Regions from separate parts of the Mus musculus genome. Here regions 1, 3 and 4 are each linked to region 2. Evidence: chromatin contacts called from public promoter capture Hi-C data. All regions are on one chromosome and are shown on one strand. The core of a region is the stretch at or near the end of the contact, and the rest is flanking DNA. Distances in the headings are between cores, read along the strand shown.

Region 1 (3,241 bases), core at 362-2,861, 1.4 Mb after region 2:
CTTTTCCATTAAGTGTGTCATTGCAAAAGGAGACCTGGTTGGCATTAAATCTTTCAAGCTTCCTGTGGCAAGCTCATCAGTGGTCCTAAAAGCCAGTTTTGTATTGTACTCAACCAGTCTCCCCCCCCAAAGGACTGCTTTGTAATCCTTTCATTTGAAAGGATTTTAAATTTGAAAGGATTTTAAATTCTGTAAGTTATATCTGTGGGTGTCTGACTTGGGCTGCCACAAGAGCTCCAGAGACTTGAACAGAGGTGGTAAATAAGCACCTTTACCTTCTGAGGATTGCGCTTGCTTCCACATCTTAAGTCCTAATACTACCATTTTTCTGTTGCCTTGCAAGACTATATTAACTAGATGCTCCTGATTTTACTTGAGTACCCACACGCTCATGGCCACTGTTTAGGCAAAGATACACTTAGATTCCATCTCACCGGGAATCTTGAGAAAACATTTACAGTAATTGGCTTGCTGTTCCACTGGCCTGGGGATTTGGCAGTAGCAACGTTCCAGTAGCAGTGTCCCCTCCTTTTACGGATTTAACATTTGTGACCTGTTATCAGCTGAATACCATTTATTCGACTCCCTGTTTGTGAGACTATTCATCTGCTTATTTGGTCTTAGTCGGTTTTGCAAACCGACCAAAGTATCAAAGTATTTTCAAGTAGTTTCTCTTGCTTCCAAAATCTTTTCTGAGACAGGTTTTAGGTTTACTTTGTAGCCCTGGCTATCCTGGAACTCACTGCCTCCTAAGTGCCTGGTTAAAAGGTGTGCCCATCCCAAGCCTTCATGGCTTTATTTTTCAGAGCAGAGTCTTTTTGTCAAACCCACTGTTCAATTTCAGCAAGTCTAGATGAGCTATGAAGCAAACACTACATTTGACCTTACTTGTGCTAGCAAGTTTTCATTTGATAGGTAGTGTTTTAGTTGTTTAACAAAAGACATCTTTAGACACTTGACCATGGCTTAATTAGTCTCCACTTGGGACACCTTCCTGTAGCCATTCTATCAGGCCTAGCAGTTCATGGCCAAACTGCAGTTTTATCCCGGCTGGCTTAAATGGATGAAATTCGACTGTCCCGTTACCCCAGTAGGATGTCGGCTTCATGCAGAGTGGAGATTTCGTCTTTTTTAATAAGAGGTCAAACTGCAGTTCTCACATTGAACTAACAAATCTATACCTTACCTGTGAGTGTGCGCTCCTGTGTTGTGCAAGGAAAAGGACTGATTCACTTGCTGGCCCAGAACTCACCCCTGCCTCAGCCCTCAAAGTGGAGATTACTGGCATGCACCATCACGCCCAGCTCTCCAGAGTTTTCATTTCCCCTTTATTAGCCCTTTCTACCAAATCCAATGCTAGTTTTGGATTAGTCTCCGTTTTCTGACCCTGCAGGCCTGCTCTTCACTAGTTTAACTGGCAATTTAGATATATCCGGGATATGAGGACTAGATCGCTGATATACCTCGCGGCTATGGGATGGGTCTAGGAAACCGGGTCGCGGCCTGCGCACTGCACACCTCCCCCCACCCCCCCTTGCCCCATGGCGAACATTACCTTTTTCTCCGTCTCGTGGGGCTCCGGGGCGGCCGCCATGGGCACCAGTCCTCTCCATCGCCCCGCCCAGGCCCGCGACGGGAGCAACACGGGCTCCGCCCACCCCATCCCCGCGCGGCGGCGGCCATCTTAGGGAGCGTTCCTGGGGCTGTCCGGAAGCCCGCCCTGGCACACTCCTTTGTTCCATGGAACCGGCCACACTGTTTTCCAACCCGCAACCGACCATGAGGAACGCGAGTGGTGGCAACCTAGAGAAGCGCCACCGGTTCCTGTCTCGCAGGCAGGGTGGCCCGAGTCAAGGAGCACCGAGAAACTCGCTTCCCTCAGCCCCTCCTCCGCCTTAACCGCCATTTCAACCGTTGTGCGCGTCCCCGTGCTGGGCGCTGAGGGCGGAGCCGGGGCCGCGCGTCGCGCGCCGCTTTGTCCTCTTAGAGGGCGGGAGTCCGGGTTTGACGGCCCCCGCACTGCCGGAAGTCGCCTGGCGCTGTTTCCGCGGGCCTCGTTCCCAGCTTGTCCTTTGTCCTAGCTTTGGTGACCTTGACAACCTCCCGCACCCCCGCCTCGGTCCCTCGCGGCGGCCTTCCAGCGCCCGCCAGGCCCACGCCCCTCCCCCTCCGGCCCGCAGATTTAGGTTAAAAATAGCGCGCCGCTCGCGTGGAGGAGACTCAGGACAAAATGGAGGCGGCCGCTACCTAGGGGGCATGCGTCAGGCGGCAAGTGCCTTCCTTCGGGAGGGAGGCCGTGGGTGACGCGACGGTGACATAGCGGGTAGAAACCCAGACCGTGGGTCGTTTGGGTCCAAGTGTCAGCCAGTTCAGCAGGCGATGGCGACTCCGTTTTCGGGTTAATGTCCTGGCCCCGGCCTTTTGCCTTTCTTTGTTTACCTATTTCCCGATTTGGCCTCTTCCGTTCCAAACGGCCCTTCCCCGGAAAATGTCCCGGCCTGTCATTGTGCAGAGTCATGCCGCCTTTCATGTAACGTGCTGCACGCTACTTGCCCGTCAGTGTTAGCTGGGAGGGTCTCATCTTAATTACCATGCGGACTGCTTACTGTCTTATTCTTCATGCTCATTAACTGCTTTTCGCCAATCCCAGGGGGTAAAAGTGATTTATATTTCTCTTTATGCGTAGTAAGTTGTTTTTTGTTTTTAAGGAAGCTGAACAGTTACAAAGTGTATAATGCTCTAATATTACTAGGACTAGAAAAGGAACTGTTATCTTGACAGTTTGGGATACTCTACTGAAATTCTTGGCTAGCCAGGCTTTGAATTTTTGTCTGGAAGGTAATATTTAAGGTTGTAATATTCCATAAAGGAGAGAGGAATTCTTTTGCATTCCTAATTGCGGTATAAAGGACGTAACGGGAAAAATACCGAGGAAATGGCGTTACCGTTTTACTTGTGACTGAGACGTTGCTAGAGTATACTGAGTTGGAGTCCATTTCACTTGTTTGAAAAATGTCATGGATTCGATAAAGTTTCTTAATTTAACGAAAATAGAATATTTTTCAGTTTTGTCTTTTAACAGTTAATAATGAAAAGTAACAAGCTCACCCTTCTCCTTCTCCCTGAAGGTGTGGATGAAAGAAAACGACTTTGAAGAGAATAGAGTTTATTCTGTAGTAAAATGTAAATGATCATGACCCAAGGACAGGATTCAAACTGCCCCCAAACCATATTCAACATA
Region 2 (3,499 bases), core at 341-2,840:
ATGCCACTTGCTACTGTTTATAAATTCGTGGGTCTGCTGGCTCTCATCCCATGAGCTGACTATAGGTACGTGGGCCATCCTTGTAACTGCAGAATTTTAGACATATCTGTGGCTGAGTATGCCCCCCGGCACACATGGGGACGCGGTGGGTGGTGAGGCCTTAACCCTGCCTGCAAGTCCACTCTCCAGGTCTCTGCGAGAGAAGCACTTGACCAGACAGCACTTTGTGCCCATTCCTACTTGACTGTATCTTTCTTTCAGAAACACAGGAAAAGGAAGTTCTTGGTCACCTCCTCCTGTAGAAATTAAGCTGGTTTCTCCCTTGGCGAGTCCAGTGGATGAAATAAAGACCGGCAAGCCAAGAAAAACTGCAGAAATAGCAGGAAAAACTCTTGGAAGGGGCAGAAAGAAGCCATCTTCTTTTCCAAAGCAAATTTTACGCAGGAAAATGCTGTAATTTTTAGCCCAAGATTTTAACACGCACCTGTTTGTAAAAGTCAACAGTATTTGTGTGGATTATTAAAGTCACCAATTTGGATGGAAATACTTTATATAAATTGTACAATTTTGTAAGCAGTAAATGAGTAACTCCACATGGAGTGCAGTTCTTGTAGTGCAGGCGTTTTATACGACTTGATGCGTTTATATCAATGTAAATATGACTTATCATTGGGAGGTTAAATAAACTACTGTAAAGTACACTGTGTGTCTGGTAGATTTTTGAGAGGAGCTTTCTGTTTGAGTTGTAATTTTATATGCTACTGGACATATGTTCATATCCTTTCTTTACAGTTAAGATACTAGAACTGTCTTAAAATGAGGGCGATGAACTATTGATTATTTTTAACATTGCTGTTTTATAATGTATGCACTTTGATGCTGTTCCTCGGATCTCTGGTCAGTACCTGTGCTCATTGGGCTTTGCCTGATACTGTGTTGAATTTGAATTGTGGGCATGTGATTTTGCCTTTTTGTAGTTTTACAAATGTTGTGTAATCTACCTCAAATGAGTAATTTTCCAGTACTGCATCGGTTTCCTAGCTAGCAGTTCTCTTCAGTAACTTAAGGACTATCTTGTCTCTCAGTTCAGAGACTTAATTATCCAGGTTAGATTGACCGGTTTCACTGCTTCCTAGCAACCTCATGGAAGGATTGAAGAAAGAAATAAAACAGTGCACCGACGTGTGCCTGCTGCTGAGAAGAGGAGCCGACAAGGTTTAGACTTCCCATGCTGTGAAAGAGCTTGCGACTTCGTCACAGGAGCCTCTCTAGTATTCAGGTTTTAAACTGGTAACTGCCACAGAACCTCAGGCACAGGTTACAGAGAATGGAAGAGTGTGAGCAGATGTCGGAAAAGAGGAAAGGAACCCTCTTTTCTGCAGCGTGTGTACCGTTGGTAATGGCGCCTGATGGAAGCCATGATGTTCATCAATAAATAAGTGTTGTCAAATAATTTATGACAGGTAATTGATAGTGTGTAATGAATGGACGCTTAATAATTGATACCTAAAAGCAGACTTTGTCAGCTAAGCTTTGGATGTTTTCGTGAGCAGTGTGCTTTGTGTGTTATTTTTCTACCGAGTAGCATCATGGATAATGAGAAAATGGGGAGAGTGCCTGTGCCGAGATCGGACAGTGTGAGAGTGGCCGTCCGGGTGCGGCCGTTCAGCCAGGTCAGTCCATGCTCATTGCCTTGCTGACAATTACTGCCTGATTTTATTAATTTTTTAATAATAGTTTCTGAATTTGTATTTAAGCTGCTTGTCATTTATGAAATATTAAACTTATTTAAATGGATTTGTCAAATGATTCACAAAAGCTCTAAGCATAATTTAGTAAACATTTAATTTCATTCCTTGGTACAAGTAGCACAATAAAAAAAACTGACAAGAGAAATACTGTCAAGTTAATAATTATTTAACCAGTGCAGTTTGCTAAATAGAGATGTGCGGTGTCTGTTTTTACTGCATGTCGGTGTGGGGCAGAGATGTCAGTTGGTAAGTGTGCTTGCCTACCGTGCATGAATCCCTAGGGTAGCTCATCAGCACTCTATGAAATGAGGCACAGAGATGTGTGGAATGCCAGCTTGAGGCGAGGCAACCTACTAGAAGCTCAGTTTTTATCCTTGGCTATGTTGTACATTCAAGGCCAGCTTGCACTACATGAAACACCAAGAAATGTTTATCTTAAAAGTAAGTCTTGCCACATGTGGACACGTCAGTGATCCCAACATAGAAAGCTAAGGTAGCAGAGTCATGTTCCTGACCAGACTTCAGTCACATAATGAGAACGTGCCAGTGTGCACTTACATGTTAGTTTTATGGAAACACTGCTCATGAGATCTCATGCGCAAGGCTGCCTCCTCCCCTTGGCTGTGCCCCATCTACCTAGCATACATGGGCACACTCTGCATACCACTCAAGTCAGAAGAACTGGAACTAAGCTCTTCCACAGGTTCCAGAGAGGATGCTGTTCTGTAAGAAGCTTGCCACAGAGGTAGAGAGCTGTGCTGTGTGTTCCCAGTGGAACCTGCTATCCCCCTTTCCATTATAGCACGCTTGTCTTTGCCCACTGTGACCAGTGAAGTTTTGTTACTCTATGACTGCTAGAAAGTGCTAGAGCTAAAGAGAAGTGTCCAGGCAGCTGGAGAGGGTGCAGTGTGTAAGAGCACTGGCTATTGCAAAAGACTTGGGTTCTATTCTCTCCTTGCCTGAGAGCCCAATTTATGCATCTGCAGGTGGCAGCAAACTTCACTGTCACCCCCTGGTAGGAGGTACAGAGAGCTCCTGGAGCAGGCAATGTCCCAGTGTGAGACTATGCTAATGCCATGTGGCTCGTTCCCATCAGCTCTGTGGTGGGCCCAGTCATCACACTAGGTGTGGAAGGAGAAGCTTTCGATCATGTGAGAGTTCTGCAAATTACATCTTTGCCATACAGGAAATGAGAAGTTTGCACTTTGTACCTTGCAACCCTTGTGCAAGCAAACACACACATACCAGGTCAAGAACTGAAAGGATTTTACCTGCTACTCACCTCCAAGGAATGTCTGAGATATCCAGGATCCTGAATCTTGATGCCACCAGCTCGTACCCTCATGAGTACATATGATGGATGAATACACAGTCCCTACTGTGTCACCTTAACGACTCTAATCTTCACTGATTAGCATAGTGTAGACATATAGTAGAGACAGGCCATGCTGGCAAGCAAGAAAACCAGGTTCTCAGGCACTCTGCTTTGTGATAGTTGGTCTGTGTGACAAGACCTACAATGTTCAGTTCAACGGATCTAATGATATGGAACACTCAAGATGGTATTGGCTAAGGTACGGGTAGTGTACATGAGACCAAGAGAAGGTGTAGGTTCCTCTAGCACCTGTACAGTCAGGATGGGAGGTATCAAGCCTTACCAAAAGTCAAGCCCCATCTGGCTCGATCACTGTTGAGACTGTTGAAGGAACATGAGCGAGTCAAAATCCCAACCTCGGTTCTTTCACAGC
Region 3 (3,278 bases), core at 725-3,224, 1.4 Mb before region 2:
GGATACCTTGTTAACTGTTGTCACCAAATAAATGTATTTCCTCGTTTTATCCATTCTGTGGAGGCACTCTACAGCTGAGCCACACCCTCAGATCAACAACAACAAAAAAATCTCATGAATTTATTTCTAACAGAAATTGTGTATCCTTGACCTAAAGTCATTTTGTTTATGTCAAAAGTTTGCAGCGACTCCCTACTGCTTGCAGGATGAAACCCCCCCCCCATCTGATCTAACCCTCCTTTCCCATCTGATCTCATGATGACCCTAAGGAACCATGAGCTCCTGATCTTTACCCATCACACAAAAATAAGCATGCCTGCCCTGCACCTTGCTCTGACCAGTGACTGCAAATATCTGTCCCCTTTCCCCTGTAGATTTCTTCACTATTCTAATTCCACACACTCCTATAGTTTACATGAAATCTACTCTGACCATTTCCCACCTACTCTCTGTAACGCAATTACTCCAACAATCCTACAACACTGTAAAATCTGAATTCTCACCAAAATGTGCCCTGACTGTGTAACCACTGTTCAACATTCCAGCTAACATGTACATATATACATGATCTGTTATACACCAAGACTGTTTTAATGATCAAATTTTCCAAACTACAAAAATAATAAAAAATTGTTGTTGCATTTCTGTCAAACAGCTCTGGTCCCTTATATCATAAGCTAAACAATGGTCATTGGAACTTAGGTAAGAGATCTTGCCCTTTTATTCAGTTCCTCAAAGCTAATAAAACACAGGGCTCTTTGCATGAGAAATCATCAAAGTAAGAACTGCTGCTAGATAATTTCAATTGGGCAGCCACTGGGTGTTTGACACAAATTCTCACTGTGTATATTTAGGAAATACATATCTACAATCCTAAAGAAAATCGAAGCAGGTAAGATACAGTACTGGGCAAGGTTCATAGTTCCAAAGTTTGTTTCTTCCTATTAAGACAAACTGTCAGTTCATCATAAAAGCGGGAAATATATTCTGTGCAGCCATTCCAGGGCTGCACAAACAAAAAGTTCAATTCGATCAGAAAAGAGGACGTGATTTCATAGGGAAAGGGGCAACAGCCACAGGTCCTGGAGCACTTTACTAGTCATATCTAATTACTTAAAAGTGGTCTGTGCATTACACTACTGCATTACAGCAGCGTGCTGTAACAAAGACTATCATCCCCCAAGGACTGAGAGTACTGAAGTCACATCACACAACTACTACAGTGCTAGGCTGAAGAACACCATGTACTGGTCTGGAAAATACTGTTTGAAACCTGTAACAGAAACAACTATAGAAAATACTGAATGTTAACACGGATTTTATATATATATATATAAAGTTTAGAAACTGGGGATTAAGCCACAGGTATAGTTACTGAGTTTACAGATAGTCCACTGCGGAAGGCAACCAGAAACACTTTGTGGATGCTTCTTTCAAAAACCCTAAAGAACTGCACGTGAAGGAAGCACACCGCCAGTTCTTGGAATGAGTCATCTCCTGGGTGTGGGGAGTCTCCAGAAGGGCAGACACCCACAAGGACAAAGGGGCAAGGGTGCTGCCGGGGACTAGAGAAGGCGGCAAAGCCTCAGGCCGGCCGGCTATGCCCCTGAACGGCTTCGCTCTCTCGGGGACCCCCGGCGGCCCAGGCAGGCGAAGAGGAGGCAGGGGGAGCTGGCTCAGGCCCGCCCGAGGCGCAGCGAGGCTCCTCCGCTCGCGACCCGGGCCCGCGCCGCCGCCCCCTCACCCCAACCTGCCAGCGCCCGCCGGGCCCACCCTCTGCCCATTGCCCCGGCGGTAGCCCTGGGAACGAGCGGCGGCCGCGGCCCGCTTCAACCAAGGATACGAAGTAGACGGAGAGGAAGATGAGCGCGCAACAGTCGAGGAGCGAGAAGAGGAACACCACCGCCTCCATCCTCCGCCGCCGCTCCGCCCGTCAAACCAGCTTCGGGCCGCGCCGCTGGGATAGGCGGCATGCCGGGAGTTGTGGTCCAAAAACGCCACCTCCGCGACGCGATGCATGATGGGAAATGAAGTTCACTAGTGCCCAGGGAGCATAGCAGGTGGACCTCACCCTCATTTAGTATCCACTGCATGAAGTTACTCACCCTGTATGAAATTTTCTGTCTCTCTTTTACTTTGTATCCATCCTTCCTTGCCTATCATATGAAATTTTCTGTCTCTCTTTCACTTTGTATCCATCCTTCCTTGCCTATCATTGTTGGTTTCTGTGGAATGCGCTTTGTATGCGAGTGGTATGATCTTGCTCTGTAAGCCCAGCCTGGCCTCTAACTTGGGTCTCTTTGCATTGGGATTATTGGCATAGGTCTCCACACATGGCTGCTTTAACGCCTGTTCTCTACCCTCCTGCATTCTATAACTTTTCATCTCAAATACAAAGCCACTGAGTTCTGCTCTTCAGTTCCTGACCTGTTTCCCCAGCACTTACCCAGTTGCTTGCCAATTCTTGATAACAGCAAGCTTTCTCACCTCTGAATTTGAAGAATTTTACAGAATCCAGTTATCAACCTTTTTTTAAAGAGGGAGGCAAATAATTTTTACTACACCCTTACTATAGACCAAGAGCTACTGTACACTTCAAGTGCAGAGATGAACAGAGCAAACAACTGCTCTGGTGGTTAAAAGGGCAATAAAGTAGCAACTAAATATTCAAAACAGAACTTGGGTGGGTTCTGTTGCCTTTGGAAGCCAATTCCAGCAGCCATTCACTCGCTCATCCATTTATTTAACTTTCATTTTAAATTTAAATTTAAAGCAGGTAGTGTATGTGAGGCACTGTTCTAGGTCTTAAGAGACACAATGAACAGAGAGGGGAGGCACCCACAAGCCTGCACCTTGCATAGTAAGTGTAGGGGAGATAGAATAAACCACAGAAATTAAAAGCAGTCCCAAGTACCCTGAAGGGCAGGAAGAAACCCCTGAAGAGCAGCAGAGACCAGGCTGAGGGTTTCACACAGGGTTGGACGATTTACAAGGAGCAGAGAGGCCCAAGACAGTAGGCACTTGCTGTGCTTAAAAAGAAAAAAGAAAAAAAAACAGGATGGGGTAGGGGGTGTGCTGGAGGGATGGCTCCCTGGATTCCATTCCCAGAATCTGGATGGCAGCTCACAACTGTCTGTAATTCCATCTCCACGGATCCAGCACCCTTTTTACCACCACACTGGGCCTGTCCTACATCCCTTAGATGGTCTTTTATCCTGAGAAAATGTAATAGCTCACACCACAATTAACCACAATTATTTTGTTTGTTTGTTTAAATT
Region 4 (3,301 bases), core at 89-2,588, 1.0 Mb before region 2:
GCATACTGTACCGTCACGCACTCCATAAGCAGAGGTGGCTGGCTGGTGGTTCCTTCAGGTGTTTTCCCCTGTCTCGCATCTCGCATGGAGACCTGTCTGACCAGTATCTGTTCCGCCCTACCCTTGGATGTCCAATGTGTGCATCAAACCCAGCATGCCCCAAACTGCCGTTCTGACTCCCACACCACCGGTGGAACCAGCAGGGCCAGTCTTCATCTTTGGGAGTGAGCCTGTGAGGCTGGCTTGCTCTTTCCCAACCACCCAGTCCCAACACTAAACACGTCTACACAGCTCTGTCCTGCTCCATCCTCTTCCTGCCTCTCCTCCCGTGAGCTTCCATGGCCATCTGCCCACATGTATGTTTCAATTCTGTCTTTTTTTTTTTTTTTTCAAGTTTTGGGAAAGAGGATTTTTGTGTTTGCTTTGTAGCGATAATTTGTTTGTTTAAGTCAAGGGCTCAGTACCTGGCTAACTTTACCTATGGGAGATCCTCTTCCCTCTGCCTCCAGAGTGCTGGAATTACAAGCTTCCCACCACATCGGCTTCAATAAATATTTTCAATGAATGATGACTTTCAGGTGGGAAAACACCTCCAACCAATCTAGAACAGGCGCCCTGTCCAGAGTTGTAAAAAAAAAAAAGGGTTTGGGAACTCCAGCCACCGTACGGGGAGTGAGCCTCCTGCGGAGGCACTGGGACCTGACTATCCGCAAGATGCAGGCATGGACTGACCACACAGCGCCCAAGCGGCCGGTGGGACGCTTCCTGATCCGTCCTCTCTTGGCGACTGGGAAAGAGAGAGGTGGCTTTGGCTACAACTGCTTCTGGGCCAGGTAATTCTAGAGAAAGGAATGACGCGCACCTATGGGCACCAGCTGCAGAGTTGTTTGGGTGCTCCTAAGTGACCAAAGGTCCCCGAAGCCCGATCCGGAGGAGGAGCTACGGCCGCTGCATACGGGCGGGGTGGCCCAGGGCGTGCGCGCTCCCGAGGAATGGCAATCGGGCGTCGCGGCTCCAACGCCTAATTTACCAAGGCGAGCCCAGCCCTGCCCTACGGTGTCTGTGACCTGCCCACCGAGTGGGTCCCCAACCAATGAACCTCAGCTCTCGTGAGCCACAGCTCCATGGGTCCCAAATGTCCCTGGCTCCTGTGGGTCCCAGGCTTCCCCGTCGCCTGCCCCGGCAGACAAGGAGGGGTCATTTACCGCGAAGACGAAAATCTTTCCAGGAAGTTTGTACCTATTAATATTGCTGTTCCTGGCAGCAGCTCTCCGCGCGGGGCGGGGGCAGGGCAGACCCTGCAGCTGCTTCTACCGCCTAGTGTCCGCCTCTGGCCCGGGACAAGGAGCGGAGGGCAGCTCTAGGTCCCCACGCCTACGGCGGGGGCAGGACCTGCTCGGATGCTCAAGGCGCCAGAGCCCAGCGGCTTGCCCGCGAGCAGCGCGCGGTGGGACCCGGAAGATCCCGAGGCCAAGGCGCAAACCAAGAGCTGGGACTCGGGAGGGGGAAGGGAGAGGGAAGAGAGGGATCCTTGCATCGGTTACCAGAGGCCGCTAGGCCGCGCCGTTCCCCCAAAAGAAAGCTGGTCCCGGAAGCAGGTATGCTCCTGCAGTGGGAGACCATGAGCCTCGGGGCCCTGGAGAGGTTGGGACCCTGGTTCTGACCTTGCTATGGTTTCACAGCCGCAAGGCGCTGCAGCAGAAATTTGATATTCGAAAGCTTGTGGCCTCCTCGCCACCACCTTGCAAGACTGTCTCCAGTCACAGACACAGACATTAGAGGTCGTAGTGTTGTTTTGTTACTCAGTGCAAGGCCTGGTGTGTACAACAGGATCTCTTAGAAAGAAGCACAGCTGTTTTCCTGCAGTAGCGGCCCCGGAACCACACGACCGGCAGCTCCAGCCCCAGACCACAGCTCGCTGGATTTTCAGAAGTTCCTTGGGCCAGAAGTGCCAGCCAGATCACTCTTTCTCTCAGGTCACATATGGTACATAAATCACTTTGCAAAAGAACCTTAATTTATGACTCTTTTGGGTGTTTATGTAGATAAGCAGTAATTTAGTCATCCCTGAAGTGGTGATCCCTGGACACCTCAAGTGTTAACTGTCCAGAGTATGAATTAAAGTCCCTGTGTCACACCGTCTCTTCCTCAGAATTCTAGAGTCCTCTGCAGGGTGCTCTGGTAATCATCTTCCTCCTCCTCCTCCTCCTCCTCCTCCTCCTCCTCCTCCTCCTCCTCCTCCTCCTCCTCCTCCTTCTTCTTTCCCGAGACAGGGTTTCTCTGTGTAGCCCTGGCTGTCCTGGAATTCACCCTGTAGACCAGGCTGGCCTCGAACTCAGAAATCCGCCTGCCTCTGCCTCCCAACGTGCTGGGATTAAAGGTGTGCACCACCACTGCCCCGCTCTGTTAATCTTCTTGCTCAGGATGACCAGGCCTATTCTGTGCAGGGACTCTGTCCAGCTCTGCGTGGAGGGCAGTGCCCACAAGTCACCAGTATTGAGACACGGAAGGACAGAGGTAAAGTATTTATTTCCTAATGTCCGCCTTCCAGCCTTCAGGGTCTCTTGGAAGCTCAGGGCCCATGTGGTTCTCCCAGATGGCTTGCACTAGCTTGACAGGGGACTGTGCCAGAATCTGGCGTCTTAAGGTAGGGTTCACCAACTAAATAGTTTTCCCTTAGCCCTTCCCCTTGGGGAAGTCGGGGGTGGGGATCCTCAAAGGCAAATCCAAAATGGAGTGTGAGACCCAACAGTGGTGGCCTCTCTTCTGCCTCCTCCGGATGCCTGATGTGGAGATCTCTCCTGGGCATTTCAGCCTCTCCCTGCAGACGCCAGCAGGAGATCCATTCTGGAAGCTTAAGCCCGCAAGCAGGGCTGCCTCTTCAGCTTCCAGCCTTGTCCAAAGCACTTGGCTTCTCGTTTCCTCCATACCCAGAAGGTACCACGAGAGGGAAAAGGTCCTGTGAGACTAATGCTCTGGATTCAGCTTGGGTGGGCCAGGCAACCCATCACCTTCCCTTTGGGCTGCAGAAACCTGTGAGGTTGCCTCGGGCAGATCCCTGGAACAAAGATTGGTAGCATCAGCTGTTTTACTGCAGAGCTAGGCACACAATCCTTGCTAAAAATAAACACAAAGGAAAACCCCAAAGCAGCTAAGCCTATTTTCATACCTTTTTTTTTTTTTTTCTTGTTCACTCTCTTTTGTCTTCTTGCTACTTGGTTGCTGATTTTCTCTTAGGGCCCCATCCTGAGTGTGGTCCTGGCACTATTCCAAGTCCTGGACATGAAGTCACGGACAGAAA

The links. Promoter capture Hi-C pulls out the DNA fragments that hold promoters and counts their contacts. Capture Hi-C pulls out chosen DNA fragments and counts their contacts.
Region 1: a promoter capture Hi-C map of the HPC-7 cell line shows a contact between it and region 2, with 4 times the contacts expected there. The contact joins the promoter of Cox20 here to the promoter of Kif28 in region 2. A contact is called at or near these places in 12 of 39 promoter capture datasets (the C10 cell line, the HPC-7 cell line, HPC-7-derived erythroid cells and 7 more), 1 of 484 Hi-C or Micro-C datasets (embryonic stem cells), 7 of 115 datasets of contacts at active chromatin or transcription factors (astrocytes, embryonic forebrain, embryonic stem cells and 3 more) and 1 of 9 other capture datasets (embryonic stem cells).
Region 3: a promoter capture Hi-C map of liver shows a contact between it and region 2, with 2.5 times the contacts expected there. The contact joins the promoter of Cnih4 here to the promoter of Kif28 in region 2. A contact is called at or near these places in 3 of 39 promoter capture datasets (liver and pre-B cells) and 1 of 9 other capture datasets (liver).
Region 4: a contact with region 2 is called in a promoter capture Hi-C map of liver, with 3 times the contacts expected there. The contact joins the promoter of 2900024J01Rik here to the promoter of Kif28 in region 2. A contact is called at or near these places in 1 of 39 promoter capture datasets (liver) and 1 of 115 datasets of contacts at active chromatin or transcription factors (pancreatic cancer cells).

What each region holds. Positions count from the first base shown.
Region 1 is chr1:178,317,523-178,320,763 of GRCm38.p6, reverse strand. Cox20 (cytochrome c oxidase assembly protein 20) reads right to left here and starts at 1,611. Exons shown (of 4, transcript NM_025511.2): 1 at 1,556-1,611. The coding sequence starts at 1,594.
Region 2 is chr1:179,743,291-179,746,789 of GRCm38.p6, reverse strand. Kif28 (kinesin family member 28) reads left to right here and starts at 1,590. Exons shown (of 23, transcript NM_001370897.1): 1 at 1,590-1,673. The coding sequence starts at 1,590. It overlaps Ahctf1 (AT hook containing transcription factor 1), which reads left to right. Exons shown (of 36, transcript NM_026375.2): 36 at 262-1,886. The coding sequence ends at 457.
Region 3 is chr1:181,149,627-181,152,904 of GRCm38.p6, reverse strand. Cnih4 (cornichon family AMPA receptor auxiliary protein 4) reads right to left here and starts at 1,974. Exons shown (of 5, transcript NM_030131.3): 1 at 1,844-1,974. The coding sequence starts at 1,912.
Region 4 is chr1:180,775,998-180,779,298 of GRCm38.p6, reverse strand. 2900024J01Rik (a long non-coding RNA gene) reads right to left here and starts at 1,338. Exons shown (of 3, transcript XR_373751.4): 1 at 1,240-1,338.